Regions from separate parts of the Mus musculus genome. Here regions 1 and 2 are each linked to region 3. Evidence: chromatin contacts called from public HiCAR-type and promoter capture Hi-C data. All regions are on one chromosome and are shown on one strand. The core of a region is the stretch at or near the end of the contact, and the rest is flanking DNA. Distances in the headings are between cores, read along the strand shown.

What was found. Promoter capture Hi-C pulls out the DNA fragments that hold promoters and counts their contacts. HiCAR-type assays count read pairs that join an accessible place to other places.
Region 1: a contact with region 3 is called in a HiCAR-type map of astrocytes, with 5 times the contacts expected there. The contact joins the promoter of Rftn2 here to the promoter of Kctd18 in region 3. A contact is called at or near these places in 1 of 39 promoter capture datasets (the C10 cell line), 1 of 115 datasets of contacts at active chromatin or transcription factors (astrocytes) and 2 of 9 other capture datasets (adipose tissue and liver).
Region 2: a contact with region 3 is called in a promoter capture Hi-C map of pre-B cells, with 4 times the contacts expected there. The contact joins the promoter of Boll here to the promoter of Kctd18 in region 3. A contact is called at or near these places in 2 of 39 promoter capture datasets (hippocampal neurons and pre-B cells).

The regions. Positions count from the first base shown.
Region 1 is chr1:55,224,657-55,228,670 of GRCm38.p6, forward strand. It overlaps Rftn2 (raftlin family member 2), which reads right to left and starts at 2,126. Exons shown (of 9, transcript NM_028713.1): 1 at 1,465-2,126. The coding sequence starts at 1,603. Gm10561 (predicted gene 10561) reads left to right here and starts at 1,961. Exons shown (of 4, transcript NR_166489.1): 1 at 1,961-2,094; 2 at 3,840-4,014.
Region 2 is chr1:55,361,729-55,366,034 of GRCm38.p6, forward strand. Boll (boule homolog, RNA binding protein) reads right to left here and starts at 2,025. Exons shown (of 11, transcript NM_001368767.1): 1 at 1,571-2,025. The coding sequence starts at 1,591.
Region 3 is chr1:57,968,411-57,972,259 of GRCm38.p6, forward strand. Kctd18 (potassium channel tetramerisation domain containing 18) reads right to left here and starts at 1,674. Exons shown (of 7, transcript NM_001159864.1): 1 at 1,611-1,674.

The DNA.
Region 1 (4,014 bases), core at 876-3,375, 2.7 Mb before region 3:
TGAAATGGCATGAATCAGAAAAATGTTAGCTTCTTGAAGCTCTATAGCCCTAAGGTGAGCTGTGCCTCAGGATCCTAAGGTGCACAAGACAATGGTTCTAGCCTACAGCTTCCGGGATACACAAGAAAGGCATGCTTTCCCACCCTGTGCGTTTCTGCCCTATCCAGTCTGTATTGGTAAGGACGAGAACCACACTGTAGAAGCTCCCTGTCTCAAAGAATTTTCCCGAATGACTTTTTAAAAAGGCATATAAAAATTCATGACTTTTTGGCTACTTTTCCATCAGCATTAACTCAATCCACTTTAAATTCACACAACAAAGAAGAACATTGAGAATATTAACTTTTCTTCTTTTGGCAGCCTTGTCCTTACTTGGATTCTTTGATCAAAAAAAGTGGGGAATATGTTCGAAGCACAGGTACAGATCTTCTGTGTCTCTGAATTTTACTTGCTGGCCAGCTCAGTTTTTAACAAAGAAAAATGGGCTGCTCTTGCTTCGTGCACAAAGATGCACTGTTTTCAGGGGGAAGGCGGCAGTGGTGGTAGGGAGTAAAAGCATCTAGTTGGATGCGCAGTACAGTTTTCAATTAACTAATGGGCTGTAGAATCAAAGAATTAAAATAGGAACTTAATACTAGTATTTGGAAAATTCAGCAAGCAAATTTCTCTAAATTTAATTTCTTTGTTTTTTTAGCACATCATAATTACAGACGCAGTTCGCTTTAAACCCTGCTATGTCCTGTGTCTCAGGGACTCTGAAGCAGTATTCAGGGTTTCCAGAGAGGAGGGAGGCAAAGACTTGGGTCAAGAGGAGGCACCTCAGCCCCTTCCCTCCCTTCCCTTGCTGGAGCTGCCATCTGGGCTTGTTTGTTTGTGTTTTCAACTTTTTGGAACAGAGTTTCTCTGTTAGGGACGGAGCACCCAGCCGAGGGAGTGCCTTCTGTAGGCTACTTTCCCCCATTAAAACAAAACCAAAAACAACTAATTTCTTTCAACCTTTAGTTTGGTCAAACCTATCACATGAGCAACACACAATTCAGCACACTGGCCACCTCAGAATTGCCTTGGCGGAGTTTTCCACAACTGCATACAAGTAGCACTGCCCATAGCCCACAGTCCCTGCCTTTCAAATCTTTTCAAAACACAAGCTGTCATTAAGGCTCCAGCAATTTGGCCTAGAAATCAAACATTTGTCCCATTTGCTTTAAAAATAAAAGGAACATTTCCAAGTAGTTTTCTTAATTTTGTATAGTATATATAAGCCATGTTAAAAAAAAAAAAAAGCACACAAAACAAAATACAACCCAAAATCTCCCCAAATATAATTAAGAAACAAAGCGTCATTGTTAGATGGACCAATTTCATTATGGAAAAGAGCTTAAGACTCCACAGGTCCACACTTCAGAAACGTAGTCTTCTCTTATTTTGGAGACAGACACTAGCTACAATAGAAATAAGGAGTACCTTGTAAAGTAAAGTCCAGCAGGGCGTATTCATAAGCAAATTCTGTCTTTGTTTCCACTTGCGGTCTCTTCAGGGTAGAAAATATTTTTCCAGGGCTGCTTTCATCAGGGTCTTCCAGCTTCCTAAGTCCGCACCCCATGGCAAAGTCTGCAAGGAGTTAAGATTGCAGGGGAGAGCCGGAGGAGCAAGCGCGGTCAATTTTGTTGTTTAAGCTGCGAAAACAAAGTTACAGACTAACTGCTTTGATTTGGTTTTCAGCGAAATGACAGATAGCCAGAAAGAAAGCGGCGGGTCCAAGGCGAGGAGCTGGGGACTTTTATCCATTCTTCTTTAACGTTACTGTTACTGAGCCTTAGCTCCAGCTCCCGGAGGCTGGGCTCGATCTTTGAGGAGCTCGTGAGCTGCTGCAACTTAGTGGAGAATTTCCATGCCACGTCAATTTACAGCCAGCCAGCCCCCGACCAGAGTTCTGCGGCTCAGGGCACCGACGGGCTTTGTCTCACCCAGTTGGCTGAATGGAAAAGAGGTGTCCAGAAACGGAATTAAAGACAAAAGTGCAACTCTGGTGTGATTATCTACGGATAGAAGATAAAGTCAGTCAAAGTGATGCGGTTCTTTCTGTTTCTTCTGGTCAGTCCTGTGCTTCCCGGCTTCTACCGAGGAAGCAGAAGGGAGGGGGAGAGGGAAGGGAGGGAGGAAAGGAAGGAGAGAGGAAAGGACAGAGGGAGGGGGAAGAGAGAAGGAGAGAGAGAGAGACAGAGAGAGACAGAGAGAGAGAGACAGAGAGAGAGACAGAGACAGAGAGACAGAGAGAGAGAGAGATAGATAGAGAGAGAGAGAGAGAGACAGAGATTGTTTCTTAACGTGTTGGAAACAATATTAATTCCAGAAAGGAAGTGAGCTTTCTGAGGAAACAACAGAGGGGAGAGGAAGAGGAAGAGGAAGAGGGAGAGGGAGGGAGGGAGGGAGGGAGAGAGAGAGAGAGAGAGAGAGAGAGAGAGAGAGAGAGAGAGACCTAGAAAGTTCTCAGTCCTAGGTGGAAAACTTCTTTCCACACAGCGGGTTTTTTTTTTTTTTTTTTTTTTTTCTGGAAAGATGTGCTGATTAAAACCACCAAGTATAAAAAAAGCACAAAAACGTAAGCTATTTCATAAATACTTGGGGAAGAAAGAGTGAATGTGGTCAAAGTACATTGAATAGATATATAGAAATGTCACTATGATTTTAATTTTTCTTTTGTTCAATTATCATGCACTAATGAAAAAAGAAAAAAACAGTTAAAAGGAAAAACATCCTATGTAATTGCAAAGATGAGACAGTTACAGAGGAATTAGTTCCCTCCAGCATTCTTGGTTTGTTATTTTATTTATGTATGTGCTTGTGTGTGGTGCAGGGACCCTCCCCCAGAGGAGGGGCGTCAGACCCTTTGGACCTGGGGCAACAAGTGGCTATAAACTCCCTTGTGAGTGCTGGAACCACACCTCAAAAGCAGCCAGTGCCCTTGGGTTAGGCAGCTCACAAGCCCAATGCTTTTGACTTAAAACACCCCTATTAGAGGACTTAGTACTGCCTGACCACAGTGCTATGGGTCTCAAAATGGCCTTAGTTAAAAAAAAAAAAATCAAATGTAGATAAGTTGACTCCTTTAATCTTATTTGTAATGTAAATGGTAATTTGCTGCATGCCGAGGTAAAGGGTGGTTTACATGGAGCCACTGCAATGCACATTTATTGTTGTGCTGTGCACAATAGGATGTGTGCTCCAGCCACTCAGAGGGAGGCCTGGAAGCAGGCTGCTTGTGAGTGCAGTCTCCTCATGCTTACCACAGAGATGCTCTTGGGCAGGTTACTTGACTTCTTTGAGTACCAACTTCTTTTCCTCTTAAACTGTCCCTAGTGGGACATCTGCCACAGGATGGCTTTCAAGACTGGGAGAGAACTGGTGTTCTGCCCTAGCACCCGGCCTGCAGAGAGCAATGCTCCTATGAGACAGAGCTGGCGTCAGGATTGGAAGGAAGTGATTTCGGCACCACTTCAACTATTTACAAAATCAACCCTGATCTCCTTTGAGAACCTGGAGAGTGCCAGTGGTGAGGAAAAATTCAGCCCATTAAATTGTGCACATGAAAACCCTGGAAGGAGCGTGTGGGTTATTTAGTCTGTGGATCACTGTCATCTTTTGCTCCGTACTTCTTTAAGTATTTTACTTCTCAAAAGCATTTTGTATAGGAGAGCATTCCATGGTCTCCATGTTAAAGGATGGGCATAGTCAGCGGAAGGGAATTCTGGGTAAATTAGATGAATCAGTAGACAGAAAGAGTGACTCATATCATTACAAAGATTAGTGATTGCCATATTTCATGTTCTTTTTTGTAGAATGGACTGTTGTGCTGTTATACAGTAGCAATGGAATCTTTGCTGGTCACTGGCACCAATTACGGTATTGGAGAGTTGTTTATTAAGTATCCACTACCTTTATCAAGTGCCTGCCACTTCCAGGTACTTAAAAAGCACTGGATACAAAAGATGACTCAACAGGAACATATGGGAC
Region 2 (4,306 bases), core at 775-3,274, 2.6 Mb before region 3:
TCTTCACAAAATTCTGTAAAAACAAAGGAGTTCAATGGAAGTACTAGTTTGTTTTCAAGTTTAAGTAAGAAGACTCCATTTTCCTGTGAGAGGTGGATGAAATCAGTCCCAAGTGAAGAGACCTCAAACACTGAGAAAATGATTTTAAAACAACCAAATCACTTCAGTCCCTGTTTTTAAGGCTCCAGTGTGGATGTTATGGCTTTCTTTCTTATTTTCTAAGATACCACATATATACCTGTAATATATTACTATGCTGTAATATTCATGAAGACAGGATGCTTGCCTATTTTTTTTTTAACTCACTGCGACATGCAAAACAGAAACATCGCATAGCAAGTGTTCAGTGCCTATCTATCTGTTGACTGTATAAACCAGGTTTCAGGAGAGACCTGCTTGGTACTTGGTCAACATTTGGGTAAGGACCGAAGTATCAGTAACATTCTAGAACCCATTTTATGGTTAGAGGCAACAAGGCTCTGACAGAGGTAACATCAAGTTCCTTCGAGGTTAGCACTGAATTTGAGGAGAGGGAACCTCCCACTGTCAACCATTTGAAAGCATGGAGCTAGGAGGCTGCCTGCTCCAGGATCCTTAGTCTGGACCCTCTGCTTCCCCGTAAAGCTCGACCACCAACGAGTTTCTTAAGATGCTCTTCCAAGGTAACATGGCCCTAGTGCCGTCTCCTCTGAGGCTTAACCTCGACCTCGAGATGGATCATCTTTGCAAAGACAAAGGAAGAGGTGGGCTAACCGTCGCAGTCACCGCCTCGGTGCTCCTTCCCCTCGGAGGCCAGCAGGCTGAGGCGATGGGGCAAATGGCCGGATTGACAACGTCCTCGGGTTCTCTCGGGTCATCGTGGACCGGGACACCGACACGAGGGTCTCCCCCCTCCCCACCAAAGTGCGGGAGGGAAAAGAAGGCCAGCCAGCGAGAAATTTTGTCAGGCAAACCCGCCAGCAGCGGTGGCGGGAACCCTCAACGGCACCTACCACGCGCTGGCCGCCTCGTGCAAGGCGGGGCCGCGGCCTTGCGTGGGCGCATGCTGATTGGCTGGCGGCCGGGCACGGGGCGGGGCGCGGCACGTTACCAGGCTGCACTGGGAGGGCGGGGGCGGTGGGGGCCCCTAGGCCCCAGCCGGGCCCAGGCCTGACAGGGCAGCGCGCGTAGCTCAGGCCTTCCCGGGCTCAGGCCTTGCCCCGGGTCGGGGCGTCGACGACGGCCGCGCAACTCGTGCCCGCGAGAACGTGTCCTGAAAAGGGCGAGCCGTCGAGGGCGCCGCCGTCCGGGCGGGAACACTTGAGGGCGGCCGCTCGCTAGGCATGTTTGGCCGATGGCCGTTTCCCCCGAGCTGCCCGTCCGCCCCACCGAGGGCCAGCGCCGCCTCCCCCACCCCCAGCGCCCCTTCTCACACAGCCCGAGGGGCCGCTCTCCTCAGCGGGGCTGCCCGCTGCCCTCCCGCGGCGCGTTCCTTCCCAACCCCACAGCAAGGCTTTCGACTCCAAAGTCCACTCTTTCCAGCCCGTCCGAAGCCGGGCCGCGCAGAGTCCGGCCGGCCCTCAGCACTCACCGCCCGGGACTCGGTCTCCATCTTTCTAATCTCCGGAGTTCGCGGGAAGCTCAAGTTGGAAGGCGCGTTCGCAGGAAGCGAGCCGGCGCGTCTCCCGTCGGGGACTCGCTCCCCCTGGCGGCGACGGCGGCGGCTGCAGTGGCGCAGTCTCCGAGCCGGGCGAGCTGCCCTGTGGGGGCGGGGGAGGCGGGCTGCGCGGCGGCGGTGGCGGTGGCGCTGTGCGCAAGTCCCGGGGCCGCCGGGGCGGCGGCACGGACGGCGCGCACCGCGACTGCCAGCGGCGGCAGGACGGACGGCTGGACGGACGGACGCGAGCACTGCGAGCGGAGGGGAACGCGCCGCGGAAGGCAAGAGCGGCGAGCCTTCCCTGCCCTGGAGGGCCGACCTCTAGGGTCTACTACAGAGAGTGGCCTCTGGGGACTTCCGAAAGCTGGCTCGAAGACAGGAAGACAAGTTCCCACGTGCAAACTCTGCTCCCCCTTCCGGGCGCCACACACAGAAGCAGCGGACGCCTCTGCTCTCAGCACCTGTCGCTGTCGCTGTCACTCATCCCTGCCAGGGAGGGCGGGGCAGCGCAGTTCAGGCCCCTGGTAGGCTAGCTGCCCTGCGCTCCTGGCTAATAATGCATATTTCATCTCAGCACTTGGGAGGCAGAGTAGGAGGATTTCTGAGTTCAGGGTCAGCTTGGTCTATATACCGAGTTCAAGGATAGTTAGTTTAAGGGCTACACAGTGAGACCTTGTCTCCCTCCCTCCCTCCCTCCCTCCCTCCCTCCCTCCCTCCCTCCCTCTCTCCCTCCCACCCCCACTCTCCCATAAAAGAACAAACAAGCAAATAAAATAAAAGTAGGAGAGAGCCTAAGGGAAGGGAACCAGCTTCATTAGACTTGGCCCCATAGCTTTGGGAACTCCGTTCAAAGACTCCTTTGCAAGGACTTTTTAAAAAGTGCCTGAGAGCCTACCTTCTCTCTTAAGTAGTATGTAATTTCTGTTAGATAAATTCATGTAATAAGGACTGTCATTATTATAAGCAACTATCCATCATACACATATCTTGTTTCCGGTGCAGTGCTTTATGGTCATTTCTACTGTAAATAGGTGGCTAAATACTTGGGTCAAAGTCTAAAGCTGTAGCTTTAACCCTAGCGCTCTGCAACCCCGATTCTTCATCTCAATGGGCTGGCTTTTAAGGGCTTTAAGCCATCAGATCAGTATCAGCAACTGTAAAAAGTTACATAACTTGTCCTCAGAGTAAGCAGCAACAATATTAATGTTAATATGTCCAAAGGTTAGTTATCAAGAATAAATATCCAAAAGCTTAGTTATTTACCAAAAATAAGATGGGAAACAATTTTTGTTAATTGTAGAAGCATCCTAGCAGTTGGAATACTTTTCTGCATACAATTTAAACTCATTTTCTCAGGTTTGAGTTTCTGTGGAAAAGGAATAATACACAGATGTGTATTCAGATTTAAGTACATATTCTAGAATTGATTTTTGGGCATTCTATCCCTCCAGTTGTAACTAAGGATTTGATTATTATTTGATTAGTGCTCTTTTCTTCTGAAGTCTTTTTCTTTCCTACTAGAATAGTTACTTTTGAAGGGAGCATCTTCTAAAAAGGCCACTTGTCACAGGAAATACTTGGTCTGACATAATGAACAAACTTGAGGGAACAGTGACTGTGTTAGGGAAGATAGCTACACTCCTCAGTTCAGCTCCTCTTTTACTTCTTATCCAAAAGGAACTTAAAAAATACTTGGCTGAATCACACAAAATTATATTGGATCAACTTAGTAGACAGTACAGTTCTTATGCTCATAATGGGATATGCTGCTGGAAGGCAAAGTTCAGACATTAGTCCTTGTTGCCAAAATATTTAAACTCAACTGGGGTCTCTTCTCCAACTATGATCATTCAGTTCCCAGATAAAAGACGAAAACTCTTTACATTTATGACAAACCTTATATACTAGAGCTGGGCAGTTACTAATACCCTCTACGGTATTAGTATCCACTTCCCTATCAAATATCCCAAGTTATAGCTTGCCATGTTTCATTTGGATAGCTCTTAGCTCCAAATGACCAGCCCTCATGACCATGTTTTCATGATTCACATACCTCATGCTGTCTTATCTCTCTCTCTCCTTCATACTCATATTCCTTCTCCAACCCCAAGCCCAAGAATTGAAACCCCACCTACCTCTCTTCTTCCTATCTATAGGCTGTCAGCATCCTTATTCAGCCAGTAGTTTTAAATCAAAGAGTAAGGCCATAAAGCATCTCTTGTCCCTGAGTCAACCATAGCCGGTATTTAGTATTACAGTACATAGCAACAAACCAAACCTCAACAAGTCCTCAAGACATCTGAATGTTGGAGAAGCCAGGGATGGTTGTGTGTGACTGTATTCCCAATTGCCTGTGAGGCTGAGGCAGGAGGATCACTTGAGCCCACAGTTTGAGACCAGTCTGGGTAACATAAGATATCATCAAAATAAATAAATTAGAAAGGGAGAAAAGACCAATTTGTACAAATGATAATTATACCTAAACATGCTTAAAATAAAATACAAACAAAAGATGTGTGAGCTGTGATGAAAACACTGTGGGAATGTTAATATACATTGAGGGTCTACAGGGCCAGGAATGGCCATAATTAAGGCTGGGAATGCTGTCTTGGCAGGAAATGGGAGGGAAGGGTCTCAGACCTTTCTATGTACCCAATGCTGGGCTAAATA
Region 3 (3,849 bases), core at 424-2,923:
TAAGAAAACATGGCTATTTTTACAAAAGACCCAGGTTTAATTCTCAGTACCATATGCCTTACAATGATAGTCTGTGACTCCGGTGATCTGATAACCTCTTCCAGTCTCTAGGGGCACTGCCCATCTACAGCACACAGAAACAAGGCAGGCAAAACACCCATGTACACAAAAACAAATAAAATGTCCAAAACTGAATTCTATTTCTACAGACTGCTCTAGATCCTTAGGTCACACCCTGTCTGTCATCCAGCTCCTTCGCTTTAAAACGGACAAGGTTGTGGGGAAGAGCTCTCTATGGAATCTGAAACGGGCTAAAAGACAAAGTTTAAGATCCTCACCCCTGGAAATCTGCAGCTTCTACACTTTCATAGTAAGTGAAAAACTTACTGCTAAACTCAACTGAATCCATGCCAATTCAGTGTTACTAAATGATCAACTAAAATCCTTCCCCACAGACACCAACTTCACCATATGCCATTATGAATCTGAGAAAAGGACAATAGACAAAATTCATTAGGAACCCAACAAGGTCCAGGCCTCCAAAAACACTTACTGGCGTGACCTCCTGCTGCCTTAAAGTCCTGGAAGTAGCACTCTAACCAATCATGAAGCAGAGCAACCAACTGGTTCACACTGTTCACAGACACCTGCTCTCTAGAATTTTCTCATGTTCGTACATAAAGATTCATCTCTTGCAAGATCTTTCTGCGCGGAATTGGTACCCCTGCACAACAAACTCTCATACAGATCTTACACCATGTGTTTAAATCTCTATTTTTTTTTAATTTTTATTTTGTCCATAAGCCCAATAAAAGCAAAGGCACTGCCATTCTTAGTAATCTCCATTTACTGAATGCTTATTGTGTATCTGACACTGTGAAGAAACATTACCTAATTCATAGAAAAACTTTATCATACAAATTTTACTGTCCCTACTAACACAGAACACTAGGGGCAAAAAATTCACTGATGTGTGTGGTGTCTACACAGACTTGCCTGATAATAAGCAGTGGAGCCTGTCACAACCCAGGGCAGCCAGGTGAACCAGAAGGGCCAGCTTCAGGTTCTCACGGATGCTCCCACAGACCATCCCTTTAACACAACTTCCACCTGGTTTAGGCCCTTCACTGACTATCAGCTGCCATTTGGGGACCGCAGCCCAAGGCCAGGCCCCGTGATGACACTCCTCGATGCACCCACTGAGGACTCTGTTGTGAGAAGGCAGGGTTCCCGCACGATGCACCAAACCGTCGAGGATGTCTGCTGAAAAGGCAGACTCCCGGCCACATCAGGGTCTGATTCACAAAGTCTGAGAGGTGGGGACGGGCGCCGACTACACTTTTGAGAAACACAGCTCATGGGGCTCACGCCCCTTCGCCACGGCTGGACAAAACCGGGAAAGATGGGGAATCACCAGGCCCCGCCAAAGTCTTCCTGGGCCAGCGGACCCCAATTCGGTCTACAACGAAGCCTGGTACCCAAAGCGCCCGTTTCATCAGAGAGGCCGGCCGGGGCCTCCCTCAGGATGCCCCGCAAGGCTTCGGGGCCCGCCACCCACCCGGAGCCCGGTTCCTCCACACCGGCGGGCGGAGCGGCGACTGCTTACTGACCTGCGGCCGCCAGTCCCTGGGCGCAGCCGCCCAACGCAGCCGGGCCCGGACGCGGAAGTAAGCCGTCGCCTACTCGGATGCTCCACGATTGGTAGAGCGGAGCAACCCGCGGCGCCCCCGTGCGGTCCCAACGTGCAGTGCGCCAAAAGGGAGGCCTCGCCCCGGACCCGCCCCGCCCACGGGACGGCGGTGGCCACGCCCCAAGAACGTTCCTGAATTTTCCCGGAGTCTAGGCCCCTCTGGTGGAACAGGATGTTTTCCAGCCCCAGGGGAAGCTACTCCATTAACATATTAGAACTTGGATCTACCCATTTGCATAGTTTGTGGCGTGCAAAGCTTTTCCACAAGGCACACTTTATACCTGTAAAAGATGGTGGTTGGTTTCTAAAAATATTTATTAAATCTTTGGAAATTTCATACATCAGAATTAAGATGGTAGTTTTATTCTTGTTACAGGAAGGAAAACCGAGGAGGGAGGACAACCCTCCATTCAACATTCTTGCACACCCAGCACTGTATTAAGTCGCTTGTAGAACTATTTAATTTCTTCTTAATAAAACCCCCATAACACTTAAATCTTCCAACTGTATAGGGCTATGTATTTCAAGATGAGTGAAACAGTCCTGTTTTCCGGGCACTTCGCTCCTTACTAGATTCTAAAGTCCTCTTTTACAGGTCTTAGGAAAGAAGCCAGCCAGAAGTATGGCAGCCTGCCCTTCAGCTAAAAAGTCTTGGGAGACAGGGAAGGTTTGTTCAAGCTGCCGTGATTTCTCACAGGATAGAGACCAGGCTCTGAGAATGGAGCGCTGGCCAAGACAGTGTCAATAGTTTACATTTTAGTATTTTTAATCACTGTAACCAAAAGACCTGACACACACAACTTAAAGGAGTGAGGGTTTATTTTGGCCCTGAGTTTCAAAGGTATCAGTTCCTAACAGCAGGGAGCATAGAGTCCCAACCCATGGGATGACGCTAGCCAATTCAAAGTAGTATTTCCCTAACAGTAGTCCTCTCTCCAAATGCCCACGTAGACACATGTAGGCATTTGCCTCACCTATCTTATCTGGGAAAAAAAAAATTCTGCATTTTAAGCATAGCTGATCGATCAGCTTTCCTAGTGTGGTGTGAAAGTAGACATAGACAATGAAAGAAACTGAATTGAGCAGTGCTGTATTTCAGCTTTATATGGGCAGTGAAAGTAAATTTTCTTATTGCATGAGTCAGGAAATATTCTTCAAAATGAGATTTCTTTTTTTTTTGTAACATTAAAATATGTAGTATGTATTCTTAGATCATGGACTGTAGAAAGCCCATGGCTGCCTCCTCTTCCTCCTCTTTGGGGCGGGGGTGGGGGTCAAAACAGACACCAATCAAAATAGTTACAGAGGATAATGGCTACCTCAGAGTAGAGGCAGGGCAACGTTGAGTTGAAATGAATGAAGCTTGAATGGAGAGTCCCTCACTGGTTGGTAGGACTTCACTCCAAGAGCTAAAAACGTGAATGTGTTCACTTTCTGAAGAGACTCAATAATAATATTTTAGGGGAAAAAAGAACTTGGAAATTGGTAGAAAGAAAAGAAGCTAGTATACCTGAGGCTGGGGTAGGCACTGGGATATAGGGAAAGGAGAGAGACACAAGCTGAACAGTTAGGTTTTTAAAATCTTTTTTATGAATGAGGGCTTTGCTATGTCAGCTGGGCTAGCCTGGCGCTCACTGTCCTCCTGCTGAGTGGTGGAATTACATCTGAACCAGCTGAGGCTCTTGTCTTAGTTTAAGCATAACAGGAAACCATTCTGGGCTGAAGCAAGGAAGTAATATGGGGTGTGTGTGTCTGTCTGTCTATAGACTGAGATAAGAATTTACGGGAAAGGTATACTATTGAAGCAATTAAGTGTTGTAATAATCTAGAGGAGAAGAGTAATAGCTTCTATCTGACCTGTGATGGCTACAGAGAAAAGTAGATGGATCCTTGCTTGCCTTCCTTTCTTTCTTCCTTCCTTCCTTCTTTCTTTCTTTCCTTATTTATTTATTTATTTATTAGTCTGTTTTTTTGTTTTTGAGACAGGGTTTCTCTGTATAGCCCTAGCTGTCCTGGAACTCACTTTGTAAACCAGGCTGGCCTCAAATTTAGAAATCTGCCTTCCCTGGCCTCCCTAGTGCTGGGATTAAAGGCGTACACCACCACCATCCGGCCGGCCGGATCCATGCATTTAATACACTTAGAAAACAAAAATGACA